Linked DNA regions of Mus musculus: region 2 is linked to region 1. The links are chromatin contacts, called in public Micro-C maps. All regions are on one chromosome and are shown on one strand. Each heading gives the region's core, a stretch centred on a gene start, on an enhancer-like site or on the middle of the called end of the contact. The rest is flanking DNA. Distances are from core to core; before and after follow the strand shown.

What was found. A called contact is a pair of places that touch in the nucleus more often than the background predicts.
Region 2: a contact with region 1 is called in a Micro-C map of the G1E-ER4 cell line. The contact joins two enhancer-like sites. A contact is called at or near these places in 3 of 15 datasets of contacts at CTCF or cohesin (the G1E-ER4 cell line, large pre-B cells and pro-B cells), 72 of 484 Hi-C or Micro-C datasets (the AML12 cell line, the AtT-20 cell line, the Ba/F3 cell line and 41 more), 2 of 115 datasets of contacts at active chromatin or transcription factors (embryonic basal ganglia and large pre-B cells) and 1 of 9 other capture datasets (adipose tissue).

Annotation. Positions count from the first base shown.
Region 1 is chr1:52,301,037-52,304,891 of GRCm38.p6, forward strand. No RefSeq gene overlaps it. Among named protein-coding and RNA genes, the nearest start is that of Gm31955, 2.7 kb to the right of the region's middle. Within about 2 kb of position 1,740, at least 9 of the 459 cell types and tissues checked have an H3K27ac peak or open chromatin away from gene starts, as enhancers often do. A contact at or near this core is called in the G1E-ER4 cell line and neural progenitor cells, where this site is marked.
Region 2 is chr1:52,751,516-52,755,360 of GRCm38.p6, forward strand. No RefSeq gene overlaps it. Among named protein-coding and RNA genes, the nearest start is that of Mfsd6, 26 kb to the left of the region's middle. Within about 2 kb of position 1,431, at least 33 of the 459 cell types and tissues checked have an H3K27ac peak or open chromatin away from gene starts, as enhancers often do. A contact at or near this core is called in the G1E-ER4 cell line and neural progenitor cells, where this site is marked.

The DNA.
Region 1 (3,855 bases), core at 490-2,989:
GATGGCCCAGTGGATGAAGGTGCTTGCTTTAGGGCAAACCCATTGACCTAAGTCTGAAGACTGAAACCTGCGTGAAAGGCAGGAGGAAGAAACCAGCTCCACAAACTTCCATGTCTTCTGACCTTTATACGTGTGCCATGGTGGGCATTTGCACACAGAGAAACACCAACACCACCAACAATAAAATACAAATTTAAAAACATTTTCTACCCGAAGGTTGAGCACTTGTTCAAAAACTCCTAACGAGGAAGACAACAACACTAGAAAAACCTTGAACTCTTTAAAGTTTACGAGCAGGGTCAGGGTGCTTTTAAAAAGCAGTTAAGAATTTTTCATAAAACTATACTAAATGATAGCTGCTGGAATTTTTCTACTTGTAATACCAGGAACATCCAGCAGGCTGTGCCCCTTCCAGCAGGCTGTGCCCCTGAACCAGGGTATTTTAATGGACACTCTAAGTTGTAAAACTTTTCAAGCCACTAAAATTTTCAAATCTTTCATTTGTTGCTTTTTCATGGTTTAAACAGTAAATTTCCAAACATGCACAACAGAAAGCCAAAAGCAATACTTTTATAAGTGTGTCATGTTTCTATGAATAACTTATAATTTTAATAATGCAGACAAGATTAAATATTTTTTCTTTATATTCTAACTATAGATTTTAATGAGATTTTATAGAAATAAAAATGATAAGAAATGATGACAATATTTTTAAAATAATCTTTTTAATACATTACTTTTAAGTCCTTAACATTTACCTTTTCTTTCTTTTAAAAAACATTTTATTTTATGTGTATAGGTGTTTTACCTGCACATATGACTGCACATGTTTGTGCAGTGCCTGAAGTGGGCAGAAGAGTGTTAATTCACCAGAACTGGGGTTACAAGGTGTTGTGAGGAGCCTTGTGGTCCCCAGAATGAAACCTGGTTCCTCTGGAAGAGCAGTCAGTGTTCTTAACCCCCGAGCCATCTTTCCAGCCCCTGATTTTTGGCTTTTACTCTTTACTTCTTGGCTTTTTGAGGAATAGTCTCATTCTGTATCTCTGGCTGCCTTGAACTTGTTGTGTCGCCCAGGCTGGGCGCAAAAGTATGGTCATTTTCCTATGCCTGCCTCCCAAGAGCTGGGATTTCAGGCCTGGGCCACAATACCCAGTTCTTTATTGACTTTCAGATTAAAATATTATTCCATTAAAACTGTGGAAGTTATTGAGCACTACACAGGGAAGGACAGATGGAGAAATATGATCTGGTTTTAAAATATGACCCAGGTACAGTTATATTAAAATAAGTGAAGTTTGGTCCTCAGCCAGCATCAGCCACATCACCAGGAATCTTGCGAGGTAAATTCTGAGGCTCCTTCTAGACTAAACCAACCAAAGTAGAAACTCTGGAGAACTGAGTATGGCAGCCACTTTGTAACAAATTCTCAAGATGATTTGGGTGCACCTTAGAGTCTGAGACCACCGAGAACACTTATTAACACAAATGTTCTATTCAGTGCTGAACATTCTCTCTCTCTCTCTCTCTCTCTCTCTCTCTCTCTCTCTCTCTCTCTCTCTCTCTCTCTCTCTCCCTCCCTCCCTCCCTCCCTCCCTCCCTCCCTCCTTCCCTCCTTCCCTCCTTTCTCTCTTCCTCCCTCTCTTTTCTCCTCCCACTTCTCTCTCACTCCCCATGGAGTCCACTTAGTATCCTCAGTGTTTGAATAGACGGAGCGCCATCTACTGGACCATGGCAACCTCGCAGGGACAGCGTCCCTAAGAAAATCAACTACCTCTCCCAGCTGCCATCAACTGCCAACAACTCCACAGCTACAACAAAAACAAAACAATCCCAAATGAATGTGGGGACGGAATTTGTAGGGAGAAGGAAGATGACAGGGGTACTAGAGAGATTAGATCAGAACGCACTTTAAAGGGCTTTTTGTTTGTTTGCTTGTTTTGTTTCGTTTTGTTTTGAGGTTTTGTCTGGCTTGATCTAGGTTCATGGTGTCATACCCGCTGTCAGTTCATATATGTAACTGCCCTGTTGTGTTCTGAAAACACAATTTCACTATAGTTATTACTGCTTCTGGCTCTTAGAATCTTTTGCCCCGTCTTCCTTAATGCCTTGGGAGAAGGGAATGCCATCACTTATTCTTAACAATTTGAACAACTACACATATCCATTCATTGCAGAAAAGTGGGAGAATCTCAGAAGAGAGGGTAGAAAGAACGTCAGAGCCAGAAGATAGAGTGTGAGACGCTGACCTCTGGAAATGGACAGCCAACGACGTCATGCCTTTCCAGCTGCTGAGGCTGCATGCAGTGGTCCACAGCGGACTGCACCCTTCACCAGTCAATCAAAAACTGAGGAGGCTGCCCAGAGGGTCCTACTTTCCCTTCTGAGCTGTTGGATACTGAAGGATTTTGGAGGAGGCTCAGCCATTGTCTTCAGTTGCGTGTGTACTCACTGTGGAGCTCACCAGGTTCTGGGGAAGTGTTCCAAAGCCAAGGGCACACAGAGACCCTGGTTATACTCCCCAAACAAACAACAAAACAAAACAAAACCACAACCCCAAATGAACATGGGAAAGGGACTTGTAGGGAGAAAGAAGGTGACAGATGTACTAGAGAGATCAGGTCAGAGCACTTTAAACATGCATGAAACTGTCAAAAACCAAAGTCAACAAAAGAAATTTTAAGTACACATTTCCAATAGTATTCCAGAATGAGTCAGAGTATCCACTGTCTAGAAGGTTTCATTTTTACAAACACAGTAGGCAGTCTCTGGCACTTAGGATTTGAAGGGACTGGAAATAGTTTTTAACATTTCTCTCAGCACTTTAACCAAAAGGCAATCAATTTCATGCTACCAAGCCAGGGTGCCTGTGGCGGGGGGCGGGGAGGAGGGAACGAATGTCTTTACTTTTTACTAATGATCCTTTAGGACTTATTTTTTATTTTTTAAAAATATGTTTGGATGTATGCCATGTACATGCAGGTGGCAGAGGAGGCCAGAAGAGGACGCTGGAGTCCCTGGAGCTGGAATTAAAGGCATCTGTGAGCTGACATGGGAACCCAACTTAGGTCCTCTGAAGACCGTTGAATGTCATTAACCATCGACCCATTTCTCTAGTTCTTCATAAATGTTTTCTTTTTTTAATTTGAAGCAAGGAATGTAGGCGCGAATACACTGTAACTCACTATGTAGACCTGGCTGGCCCTGAACTCACAAAAAACTATCTCCTTCTGCCTCTGCCTCTGCCTCTGCCTCTGCCTCTGCCTCTGCCTCTGCCTCTGCCTCTGCCTCTGCCTCTGCCTCTGCCTCTGCCTCTGCCTCTGCCTCTGCCTCTGCCTCTGCCTCTGCCTCTGCCTCTGCCTCTGCCTCTGCCTCTGCCTCTGCCTCCTCTGCCTCCTGAGTGCTGGTATTAAAGGTGTCTGCTACCACACCAACTCACTAATGATTTTAAAAAATATTATTTGAATGTTTTTAAACAGCGTATATGTAGCTTATTGATCAGACTGTGCTCCAGTTGAATAGGAATGACTTCCTATTGTTTTAAAATAAATACAGACATTATACACGATCTTGCCTAAACATTACATGAGCTGAAAGAACCAGATCCAAAGAGTACATTATTCTAAACATACTTTTTTTTTTATTTGAGTACAGACACACCAGAAGAGGGCACCAGATCTTGTTACATATGGTTGTGAGCCATCATGTGGTTGCTGGGATTGAACTCAGGACCTTCAGAAGAGCAGTCAGTGCTCTTAACCGCTGAGCCATCTCTCCAGCCCACATTATTCTATTAATATGAAATACCAACAGTAGGCAAAACAGAGGTTGGAAGCACAACAGTGGCTACCTGGTAGG
Region 2 (3,845 bases), core at 181-2,680, 450 kb after region 1:
CACAAAAGCAAATATAATCTAGAGAAAAGAAAAACATCATTTAGAATTACAGAGCTTTGAGTAGAGCCAGAATTCTAGGTAGCTTGAGAATGAGCAGAAAAAAAAAAAAAACAAGCAAACAAAATCTTTAGAGTGCTGGTGCCACAGAGCCCAGACTCCAGGGTCATATCACACAGGAAATATTTTTTAAGTAAATTTGAGAGTAAGACAAAAAAGACAAAAACAAAAAAACAAAAAAAAAACACAACAACCCTGCACTCAAATAAAAAGGAAAAAAAACCAAAACCAAAACCATGCAGGTGTGTGTGTGTGTGCGTGTGTGTGTGTGTGTGTGTGTGTGTGTATCTGTAGCAAAACTATGAGCATCCTGGCTCAGCCTTCTGAGGACCAAGCTATTGCCTGATTTTTAATTATTTGTTTCTAGTGACTAACCCAAATGAAGCTATAAGATCTAGGATGCCTGAACCCAAGGTTCTGAAGGACCAGTTCCTAGTTGCTCTAAGGCTTTCTGTGGGAAGAGACCATAACACCATTTTATCATCATCAATGGGGTGTATCTACCTTGGCCAACCCCATACAGAAGAGCCAGTCCTACTCACCAAACTCTGGAGCTGGGGCTGAATCCTGGAAGGTGCATAAAAACTTGCAGCCATTGTTATTTGACTCTGTCTTGATTTGTGCAAAGTCACTGCAGTGTCATGCATTACCTAACAATAAAAGAGATGAAGTTTAAAAAAAAAATGAAAGAAAGAAGGACAAACAAAAGGAAAGGAGAGGGGAGGGGAGGGGAGGGAGGGGGGAGGGGAGGGGAGGGGAGGGGAGGGGAGGGGACGGGAGGGGAGGGGAGGGGAGGGGACGGGAGGGGAGGGGAGGGGAGGGGAGGGGAGGGGAGGGGAGGGGAGGAGAGACTATTTTCAAAGCTGTTGGCTGCATGCTTTAAGTCCACTAGGAAAGCATCTATTATAGCTTAGGCTTCCTTTGGATGTGATTTTCACCCTATCAACCCAGACTTAAGAGCCACTATTAATTATGGATAAAAAAGTTACACTTAACCCTCCTCTACCTCCCTCTCTCCCTTGCTCCATCCCTCTTTCTTTCTTCCTTCCTTCCTTCCTTCCTCTCTCTCTCTCCCTCTTTCTTTCTTCCTTTCTCTCTCTCTTTCTTTCTTTCTTTCTTTCTCTCTTCTTGTCCTTTTCTCTTTTTTCGAAAAACACATCTAGACAAAATTGAGGATAAGAAGCAATGGAGGACATAGCAAATATGTGTGTGTGTGTGTGTGTGTGTGTGTGTAGTTTATATCTTTCCTGCCATATTGTAGGTGGTACTTTGAGGGGGCTATTTTTGGTAGCTTGCTCCAGCCTGTGGGTAAAGAATGCAGAGCTCAGATGAGCTGCAGTGAATGGGGCCAAGCAGCCAGGATCCTTAAATAGCATGACTCAGCAGAGTCCCTTAATCAGAGAGTTTGTCTGCCTTCTGAGCAGAGAACACACGTCAGAAGTCTAGCTTAATAGGAAGAGACAAGAGGCCTCCAAGAGAATCACCAAGAACCTCGGAGATGTCTTGGCATTGCAGAGGAGTGGTACCTGAGCTTGCAATTGTCTGTCTCCTTTCATTCTTGCCAAAGGAAGTTCCATTTGCCTGCTATCTTGATGGATTTGTGTGTTTATAGAACTTTTAATTCTTTCAGAGATATAGTGAACACATGTCCTGTAAGTTAGTGACTGACTATGGCTGGAGATTGGCTTCTGGCTGTGAAGGCCTTGAGACCTCCATGGTAAGAACACAGTGATGGGGTGTTAGCCTGAGGCCAAAGCTTGGGAGCTCAGGTCCCTGAGAGACAGAGTAGTAGCCACCCTCCTGTACCTGTTTTAAGTCTTACAGATGGCAAGGTCCTTGCTGTGGGCTGCCCAGAAATTAGACTTTCCCTATAGTTGGTCGTGGATTACAGCCAATGAAAAGTGGTTGAGGTCTGCCCTCCAGCATAGCTGTAGCCATTTTGTTCCATGCTCACCAGTTATTTCATTTTGTTGCTGTAATATACCTGCCACTCATTGACACAGAAAAATAACTTGACTCAGAGCAGGATCATATTGACTGCAGCCCCTGTTATGTTCAGCATGTTCTAGGTTTGTTAATCCTAAAGAATTCCACAGAATTTTAATTCCATCAACTTAAAGGTCAATATGAACTGTTCTGACTAAAATATCTGGAGTCAGGGCTGACCACTGGATGGCATGTCCTGCATGTACACATGAACTTTTTTTTTTTTTTAATAAGCCTACTCTTCCAAATGTTTGATGCCATAGCCCCAGGCCCAATTCTGAGCTATGGTCCTGATCGATCAATACTAAGATGTGTGTTCAATAAACAATCTCTATCTGACTTAGATCAGTCTTCCTGTGTTTTGTGGAGCAGATCCTAGACCACAACAAATTCACCCTGCTTTGTCATTTCCTTTATCTGGTTGTGGGTAACGCAGAACCACTGTTACTACATTGTCTGTGAATAAAAAGACCTTAGTGAGGGGCTTGGGGAGGAAGATGCATGAGTCCCTGAAGACATCAGAGCAGGGTTTCTGCTCTGGACCAAACCATTCATTCCCCTTCTGTGAGAAACCACTTTGATCTTATGTAATTGTTCAGGCATTTCTGTCACTTGCAATTAAAGCTAACACATACTGATAGAAAGTGACTTTCAGATGGACTTCCTGTGGATAGAAGGCCTACCTCAGAGTCTGCCTATGGATGCAGTGATGTTGTCACACTCTCACCGTCCTAACACTTCAGAACCGTGTATAAGCCATTACAGGGCTAAAACTGCTTTATGGAACTCTCTTCCATTAGCACTTATAGATAGATCTCTCATGGAGGGGTGTGGCCTGTGTGTGAGTATGAGCTGTAGCTAAGGGGCCAAAGTCAATCGAAAGGCTGACACTATGAGAAGCATATTAAGACTTTGGACACAGGGGCTGAGAAAGTGGTACAGTTGGTACAGTTCTTGTGCAAGAATGAGGACCTGACTTCAGTTCCCCATCTGAAAAGGCTTGGCATGGCTGCCTGAATCTGTGACCCTAGTGCTTGGGCAGAGATTGGCACACAAAGAGGCAGATCTTGGAGTGGTCCATGAGTCTGTCTGAATCAGTGAATTCAAGGTCCAGTGAGACACTTTGTTTCAAAATTTAGTGATGAAGAAAGAAACCCAATACTGATGTCAACCTACTCAAGCACATGCTCACTCTATCTCTGTGTCTCCGTCGTCTCGGTCGTCTCGGTCATCTCCATCGTCTCCCTCTCCCTCCCCCTCCCCCTCCCCCTCCGGACTAGGGGAAAGAAGAAAAATCTAAAGGTATGGGACAGAGGTAGAGAGAACAAGAGGAAATAATGGGACCAAGAAATACAAACTGTTGCATTTTGTTTTCTTTCACAGAAAATCTAAATTGAACTATATATGTATAAAATAAATTAATTTGAGATGATGAATGTGTGCATGGGCTACCAAAGTAGTTTCTTTAGTTCCTTTGTGATAGGCAGTGCTTACTAGATACCAGACAAGGTGCCTGGGTCCCTTCTCACTTGGTGACTTAACATGCCCACAGTATATAGTCCTGGATTTTGACCAACGAGTTTATGACAAAGCATTCATATGCTGAGTGAAGTACATCCTGGAACTTCTCATTCTTTTCTGTTTACTTCTTAATACTCTCTGCTACAGTGAACCTGTGCTCTGTTCAAGGACTTGATTATCTAACTAAGGGGTTTATGTTGAGTAGGTATGATTATAGGTATCCAATACATTTACATGTTTTCACACACGCATGCACAATACAAAACATGAAAGCAGAAGGA